Linked DNA regions of Mus musculus: region 1 is linked to region 2. Evidence: chromatin contacts called from public HiChIP or PLAC-seq data. All regions are on one chromosome and are shown on one strand. Each heading gives the region's core, a stretch centred on a gene start, on an enhancer-like site or on the middle of the called end of the contact. The rest is flanking DNA. Distances are from core to core; before and after follow the strand shown. Region 1 overlaps Adk (adenosine kinase). Region 2 overlaps Adk (adenosine kinase).

Region 1 (4,569 bases), core at 822-3,321, 51 kb after region 2:
GGAAATATATTTGACACTTGAGTGCAGAAGCCGGGGTGAAGTTCTACAGCTTCACGATGCCTAGTCTAACGTGGAGAAGGTCACTGAGATGTCCAGACTTGCGTCTGGTTAGTTTGAGTGTGTGGTTTTATTGTGGTGGTGGTGTTTTGTTTTATTTCTTTTCTTAAACAGTATTTCTCTGTGTATAGTCCTGCCTGTCCTGGAACTCGTTCTATAGACCGAGTTGGCTTGGAATTTACAGAGATCCACCTCCCTCTGCCTCCTGAGTGCTGGGGCTGGTATGTCATGTTTTTAGTTTCCAAGTTTTTAAATAATATCTAAAAACTATTTTGTTATACAGGTTTATTCTGGGTTTGTACTTCATACAAACCACAATGACAATTAGATATAAAATAATCACTTCATTGTAGAAGATGTCCTACGTTGCCTCATGCTCAGCTCTGCTTTTGACAGCTCTTGCTCGGGTTGCCTGTGGTGTAAGGTTCTGCTTCCCTTTCTGGGACATTTCTTGGGTTAAGTAAGCAAGTGGTAAATGTCTCTCCCTAGAAAAGGAGCAAGCCTAGTTGCTATCAAACAGAAGACATCCCTAAGCTCTGTGTTCCTCACCTGCAAACTAGACCCACAATATGCACCATGCATCTAAAACATATCATGTCACCACGTAGGACTGTAGGGGTTGTGAACTGGTGCAAATATGTTTTTATACTTTTCCCTAATTCATTATTTTTTTCTTTGACACAGACTTTCTAGAATTAGTAGTAGGCCTTTTTTTTAAGTTACCTTCTGGGTGAAATGCAGTCTGTTCCTTCCTAATTTTTTATTCATATGATTTTGCCATTTCTAGCGTTTCGTAGAATGTGTGTTTCTGTGTTTGTCTACGTGATCATGTGTGCAAGTGTGTATGGAGATCTGAGGACAACCTTGTGTATCATTCATCAAGAGCTGGCCCTTGTTTTTCCAAACTGGATTTCTCATTGATTTGGGCTCCTTAACTCAGCTAGGATGGTTAGCTGGATGGAAGGCTCCAGGCATCTGCTCATTTCTGCCTTCCCACACCATGATGTTCAATGCTTTTAGGAAAGTGCAGGACCTGGCACTTACACAGTCTCCAGTTGATGGTTTGTTTTTGTTTGTTTGTTTGTTTGTTTGTTTGTATGTCAACATGACAAAAGCTGGAGTTATCTGAGAAGAGGGAACCAATTTAAAAAGAAAAGCCTCAGTAAGATTTGCCTGTGGACATTTTCTTAATTAGTGATTGACATGAGAGGAACCAGCCCATTGTGGGTGGTGCCACCCTGGGGTCATGGGATATACAAGAAAGCCACCTGAGCAAGCCCATGGTCAAGAAGGGAATAGGCACTGTCCTACCTAACCTTTGTTTCATTCCTGCCCCCAGGTTTCTGCCCTGATCTTTTGTTATACTAGAGTTGTAAGCTGTAATAAACCCTTTTGTTTAGAGTTTAGACTTGTTTTTTGTTTTTTTGGTCATGGTGTGTTATTACCACAATAGAAACCCTAACCAAGACACACAGCAAACACTTTGCCAACCGAGACATCACCAAACCCCTGTGTGTGATTTTCTTTTTTCTTCAAACCCCATCATACACTGAACCAAAGTTTCACCAGAGAGGATTCAGGGACAAATCACCCTATGTGTGTCACATTTGGTGCATGTATGTTCCCTAGCAGTTGCTAAAGAAGTGAGTGACAGTCAAGGCCTCACACATGCTCTTTACACATAGCTCAGTTCCAGGCACTGGCAGGTTTTGTCAGTACATTCCTCACACACCTCCCTCAAGGCTTTACCCATGGGCAGAGGGAAAGGAAGCTGGAAGACACTTTGCTTCATTTCTGGCTTCGTTTTATTCTTCTCAAAATTCTAACCTTTCCAGTCTTTACCAGACTCCCAGGTCCCAAAAATAACAGGAGGGTTTTGTTGCCCAGCCTCTTGGTAGACCACAACCCCTCCCTACCCCTTTATATGTGCACCTGACCCTTGAGCAGGATGTCACTCCATGAAGGGTTGGCACGAGAGGAACAGAAAGCAAGCTCTTCCTTTCATTTTGGCTTTCTGATATTACTTCCTCCTCCAAAGCAACCCGGCTCAGTTCTCTCCAGCCTGAGTTCCCAGCCCTCACTAACTCGGGATCGTGCGTGCATGGTCTTTGAATATGGCTTCCTGCCTGTGACAGAAAGGTACCTTACAGTCATGCATTTTTGTCGTATGTAAGTAGACAGAGCTTTGCTTTGTTTGGTTTTACAGCTGAGTGGTTTTCCATTATCGTGATGTATAGTATACTGTGTCTCCATTCACTCTAGAGTAGTATTTGGATTGTTTCCAATTTGGAGCAATTATGGAAAAAACTGCTATAAACATTTGTTTATGCATCTTTGTGTTAACATAAAGTTCCATTTCACTGGGAGTGTGATTTCTGAATCAACCTCGGAATGTATGGTTGATTTCATTAAAATCAAACCACCTTATTTTTTTCAAAAGTGGTATAAGGGTTTGTTTCAGTCAGATTTTGGTTGCCATGTTTATATATCTGAGATAAACACCTTGAAAGGAGGAAGATTTATTTCAGTTCATCATTTCAGAGCATGGTCATTGCTCTCATAGTTTTGTTCTTTCAGTGAAGCTGTATGTCATGTTCCCTGAGCCTTATTGGGACTGGTATACATTTCTTTTGGTTTTTTTGAGACAGGGTTTCTCTGTATAGCCCTGGCTGTCCTGGAACTCATTTTGTAGACCAGGCTGGCCTTGAACTCAGAAATCCGCCTGCCTCTGCCTCCCAAGTGCTGGGATTAAAGGCGTGCACCACCACTGCCCGGCTACATTTCTTATTTATAGCTTTGCTCTCACCCGTCCTTTATTATCAACACTCACTTTGGAAATATTAAGCTTCTGCCTTCTCGGCTATTTTCAAGAAAGAAATGCTTCTCTCATTAGTTCTCTGGCTGTAAACAGGCATTTAGAAGGTGGTTGGACACTCTGTCAGTTTAGCTAATCAGTCATAGTAATTTACCCTTAGGGCCTATCACGTCCCCAGTTAAATGTTTCTCCAATTTGTTGTTTGTATTGTGTGTGTGCATGTGTCTCTGTGTGACTCTGTGTTTGTGCATGTGTGTTAATGTGTGTGACTGTGTACGTGTGTATTGTGACTCTGTATGTTTACGTATGTGATTGTGTGTATGTGTATGACTGTGTGTGCACTCACTCATGAATGTGTGTGTGTGAGAGAGTGAGAGAGACACAGACAGACAGACAGACAGACAGACACACACACCGTGTGTGTTATTGAACTCATGTGGAGGTCAGAGGACAACGTTGGAGTGTTTCTATATCTGGATAGTCTTTTGCTGAACCTTGAAGTTGACTGAAGTGCAGGCAACCTCCTGTCTCCCCCCCCCCCAAGTGTTAGCATATCACTGTCATATCTGCATGGTCACACACACACATGCACACACAGGGAGTCCCCTCTCCGGTGCTCATGCTCGTCCAGCAGGATGGTTTCAGGAGTACTTTGCTTTAAATGTGGGAGAATTCAGTTTATTTTCTCTATTTATTTATTTCCTCCAGGGTCCTGTTTGCTCCCCTGGTGTTATGATACATATAGTAGCTGTATCAACTTAGAGAGGGTAGTTCCTCTGACTACGGGCAGATCCACAGGTTCACAGGATATGGAAGAGGTCCTGACAATGTTATTTGTGCCTTCAACTTTTTTACCTGTCAGGTCCCCATAATAAATTGCTTAAATCAAATCATCCCATATAATGGCATCTTCTTCTTCTTCTTCTCTTTTTAAAAGATTTATTTATTATTATATCCAAATACACTGTAGCTGTCTTCAGACGCACCAGAAGAGGCCTTCAGATCTCATTATGGATGGTTGTGAGCCACCATGTGGTTGCTAGGATTTGAACTCAGGACCTTCGGAAGAGCAGTTGGTGCTCTTAACCCAAGTCATCTCTCCAGCCCTTCATCTTCTTCTTAATTAAAGTTTCAGTGCTTAAAACTTGTCTCTACCTTTTTACTTAAGTAACTTCTTACATATTTATTCCTGTTGGTATACTATGTAATTTTTGGGAAAAGAAAAACTTACTGTGTTCTTGGAGATAGGTCCCCAGTGATGTGGGATTCAGTTTGATCAGAAACATTGCATGGTCTTGGTGGCCTCTTCTAGACTTTCTCATATTAGTGGCTGAGGACAGTCACAGAAATGGGTGTATTGGAGGTGAGGCAGGTAAGCTCTAGCCTAGGTATTTTCAGGGTGTATACCCTATCTTCCAAGGCTAGCTTTCTCCATTCCCTTGTCTGTATATTCCATTTTCAGGTAATGCTTTTAAGATTTATTTATTTATTTATTTATTTATTTATTTATTTATATTTATGTGACATATGAGAGAACACTGTGGCTGTCTTCAGACACACCAGAAGAGGGCATTGTATCCCATTTCAGTTGGTTATGAGCCACCATGTGTTTTCTGGGAATTGAACTTAGGACCCTCTGGAAAAGCAGTTGGTGCTCTTGACTGCTGAGCCATCTCTCCAGCCCCGATAATGGTTTT
Region 2 (4,168 bases), core at 1,170-3,669:
TTCATGCTTTGAAATTCGAAGCATATCTATTCCACATTTTTATTTCTATACATTTAAAGACAGGTTTTGTTTTTGTGTTTTTGTTTGTTTGTTTGTTTTCGAGACAGTGTAGCCCTGACTGTCCTGAAACTCAGTCTGTACACCAGGCTGGCCTTGAACTTAGAAATCCGCCTGTCTCTGCCTCCCAAGTGCTGGGATTAAAGGCGTGCGCCACCACGCCCGGCTAAATTTTGTTTTTGGACACATAATTTTTTCCTAGTAGAGTTTATCAGAATGACAATTATTTGGTATGAGAAAGCACTCTTCGTTTTCCTATTAGCTTGAACTTTCCATTGATATGAAGCAAGTAAGTCCTTGTTGTCTGAATGAAAACCGACTGCATCCTAAACTCTGATAGGAAACCGTTTGCAGGGGTTTAACATGCTGAGAAACCTTAATTATTCTGAATGTACTTATGTTATGATGTGCAGATGATTTGTTTACTGTCTTTAATGTGACTAAGTCAAAATATAAGTAGTTATTTGCATAAAGGGGAGATGTTGCTAATAATTTTTGCTTTGCTGAATGTTACATATAAAGTTAATTTTCCTCGTAGGAGATACGAGGCTGTTTCCACTCATTTCTGTTGCATTATAAATGTCTCATTTTATGGTCTCTCTAGTGCTGACATTTTACTGCTCCTTTTGAAATAGTTAAAAGTCGTATGTATTTCGTTTCTGTTGGTTTGATGTAAGTCTCCTTACGTCACTTTGCTGTTTGATTATCTTGCCAGTTGTCACGCAAGCACTTGCTTATTCACATACAGTGCGGTTCTCAGTTTACAAAAAAACCTTTGGTCAGTTGGCTTGGTGTTTGGAGTATGTGTGCTTCAGCCCAGTAGTTGTCTACAGTAGTAGTGGGCTACAGTAGTAGTGGGCTACAGTGAACCTCTTGCAGGGTTTTTACCATGCTTACTCCCTCTGCAGAGAGTGCTGGGGTGTCTCCTCTAAACAAGCACTTGGTACACTGGGAAAAAAAAAATAGAAGAAAAGGTAGCTGTGGATGTGGCTCTGCTGCAGAAGGCTCCCCTCGTATGTGTGAGATACTGCAAAAGACTATTCCCCCCCATCTCACAAGAAATTCAAAGTAGGAAAATGCTCATGAAATAAGGTCAGAAGGAAATTAAACATTTTGTATACAGCAGTACAATATATTTTGTGTCTTAAGTTAGTACAAAGAAGAAAATTAAATATAAAAGTTGATAGTAATCTGAATGTTATTAAAAGAATAAATTGGGCTGGAAAGGTGGCTCATCAGGTGGTAAGGCCCTTGCCACAAAGCCTCGTGACCTGTTCAGTTACAGGGACTCACATGACAGAAGCAGAGAACCATATTCCACAAGCTGACTTCTGATCTCCATCCTTATGTTGCAATATCTGCATGCCCACACATGAGCAAACACACACACACACACACACACACACACACACACACACACCTAAAGATGAAAATAAAGGCTTTTGTAACATAGTGGGCTGTGTTAAGCAGTTCTAAAACACAGTGTGTCTGACTCAGCACTCAAAACTCACCCACTGTCTCTCTCACAGTAACTTCCAATGTTGCATGCTCCATTGGTGAGGACAGCACCATATTTTGTCTTTCGTATTGTATTTTTATGGTATCTTTTCTATAAATACCTCCAGTTGCATTGTAGCTGCCTGCAGTATTCAATAGTATAATATGTTACGCATGATTATAGTCTGGGAGCAGATAGCCAATTCATGCACCTAGATTTGTAGCAGGCTGTTCCTTCTGATTAGATAACTCTAGTGTTGCACAGTGACAAAAATCTCCTTATATGTTTTTCTGAATACATCCCATCATTAAGCCGCACATGAGTCCTCTGAACCTCTAATTTTTGGTCAACATCAAAGCCAAAGCGTCGTTAACAGGGGAACAATCTTCAGTACCACAGCAATTAACACCCTGGCAAAGGCTCTCAAACGAGTTCAGATACATCACTGCATTGGCTCTTGGAGACTTGAGCAAAACTGTTGCCCATTTTAACTGTAGAGATGGCAGCTGCATGGCATTCAATGGAGCAAGCCATCAAAGGGTTAGAAATGAGGACCCTGCATCACAGAGAAGTTGTGTGAAGGCTTTCTTGTTCTGCAGGTTGGATTTGATGACATAGGATCTGTATCAATCTGGTCTCCATAGTGTAGCTCGAAGTGTAAATGCTAGGGGGCAGCACTTGACTACTCTGGCAAGGGAGAGTATGTTAGTTTCCTGTTGCAGCTGTAACAAACCCCCAGGACTTAACGCTCTATCTTATGAACCCTTTATAAAAAGCTCTGTCTTCTCATGAACCCACAGTTCCTTAGTTCAGAAGTGTAATACAGTCCCTCACTGAGCCGGTTTCTGCTCTAGGTTGTTTTTTTCCCTCCCAACCCCACACCTTGGCAAAGGAAACTCAGTTGCCCAAGCTTGCCCCAAACTTCCCATCCTCCCAGCTGTGCTCCACGGTTCATTGGCTGCAGTAGTGATGTTAGAACTGTGGTCCTCTCTTGGCACTCCAGGGACGGCTGCTTCGAGGCTTGTTCACGATGATGGCTGAATTTGTTTACTTTGAATTAATCTTCTCTTTCTTATTTTTGTTTTAACATTCTCTTTTTAGATAACTTAATCTGACCTTCAGCCCACTCTATTACATATATGCTTTTCCTTCTCTCAGACTCTCTCTTAAGGCATCAGCTTCCTCCTCCTTGTCTTCTTTGTGTGTGTGTATGTGTGTGTGTGTGTGTGAGAGAGAGAGAGAGAGAGTCTGTGTGTGTGTGTGTGTGTGAGAGAGAGAGAGAGAGAGAGAGAGAGAGAGTCTGTGTGTGTGTCTGTTTGTCTGTCTGCCTGTCTGTCTGCCTGTCTGTCTGTCTGTGTCTATGTGTTGGTTTGGAGATAGGATACCTGCTATGTAACCCTGGCTGACTTAAACTTGATCTCAAACTGGCAATCCTCCCACCTTGGCCTTTTGAGCAGTGGGAGTACAGCAAGAATATTCCCACATGCCTGACTTGTTTTCTTTGTATCTTTTTTCAGCAACTCAACAATATGAAGTGTAAGTACTAATTAATCTCTCTTAGATTTCCAGTACTTACAGTTGTCATTCTCCTCCTTTCGTTTAATGGTGCTGCTAATATTCTAGTGTGATATTAAGTAGTAGCATGCACCTCTGTTGGCTCCCATAGAGTGGGAGTTGTGGGTGGTGGGAACTGTACTCTGGCCCTCTGGAAGAGCAGCAAGCACTCCTAGCCCGGAGCCATCTCCCTACTCTTAACTCTTGGTGCTTTAGAAACATATTTTCAAAATTTGGGCATCTTGGATTATTTTTTATAAATGTAATCCCAAAGTAATCTATGTTATATTTTTTTAACTTTTGAGAATTTTTTAAATACTTCTTTGTATTATTAATATTCAAAGTATGTAGCCTGGTAAAATGTCTCAGCAAGTAAAGTTTCATGCTTGCAAGCCTGAGACCTGAGTTGATTCTTCAGGTCTCACACAGTGGAAGGAGAGAATTCAACCTTTACATGTAAGCCATGGTACATTCGTGCATACAAGCATGCATGCATGCAGTAATTGAATAGTAGTATTTTAAAAGATTCAGAGAGTGAGAAAGACTTAACATTTAAAAAACAAATACTTTATTTTCTCCCTTAAATTTAAAATAGACTTGGTTCTTGTTTCATGGGTGCAGTACTTACCTGCATTTCTCTGAGAATGCTAAGTGGTTTTTTTTTTTCTTTCTCTTTTGTTCCATGGTGTCTTATTTTTCTCCAATTTTCCATTACTTTTTAGATTTGATTTTCTCTTTCTCAGCAGTTGCATTCAAATGTATGGTGATCTTAGCCTTTTTGTTTAATAGAGGGACATTAAATGACATTAATTGCATGGGGTAGGCCTTGTCAACTCAGTCACTGTTAAAAAGTTTTGTAGTGATGTTTCTTTATGTTGATGTTTGGTTGTTTCTTTGATCACCTTGGATCTAGGATGGTATTGTTCCTTGCCGTCTAAGATCCAAGAAGGAGAATAAAATGGAAAGTTCTAGTTTAGCTTGCCAAGTCTGTGTTAGCCTTTCTGCTACTGAAACATTTTTCTGTTGTCAGTTTATCTTTTGTAGATAGAGGCACTGTAG

The links. HiChIP or PLAC-seq counts read pairs in DNA pulled down with a chosen protein or histone mark.
Region 1: a contact with region 2 is called in a RAD21 HiChIP or PLAC-seq map of pro-B cells, with 2.4 times the contacts expected there. The contact joins two enhancer-like sites. A contact is called at or near these places in 1 of 39 promoter capture datasets (the 3T3-L1 cell line), 2 of 15 datasets of contacts at CTCF or cohesin (large pre-B cells and pro-B cells) and 14 of 484 Hi-C or Micro-C datasets (8-cell embryo, CD8 T cells, the HPC-5 cell line and 10 more).

The regions. Positions count from the first base shown.
Region 1 is chr14:21,192,475-21,197,043 of GRCm38.p6, forward strand. The region is part of intron 4 of Adk (adenosine kinase); the gene reads left to right. Among named protein-coding and RNA genes, the nearest start is that of Adk, 140 kb to the left of the region's middle. Within about 2 kb of position 2,072, at least 56 of the 459 cell types and tissues checked have an H3K27ac peak or open chromatin away from gene starts, as enhancers often do. A contact at or near this core is called in the P5424 cell line and pro-B cells, where this site is marked.
Region 2 is chr14:21,141,427-21,145,594 of GRCm38.p6, forward strand. The region is part of intron 3 of Adk (adenosine kinase); the gene reads left to right. Among named protein-coding and RNA genes, the nearest start is that of Adk, 91 kb to the left of the region's middle. Within about 2 kb of position 2,420, at least 26 of the 459 cell types and tissues checked have an H3K27ac peak or open chromatin away from gene starts, as enhancers often do. A contact at or near this core is called in the P5424 cell line and pro-B cells, where this site is marked.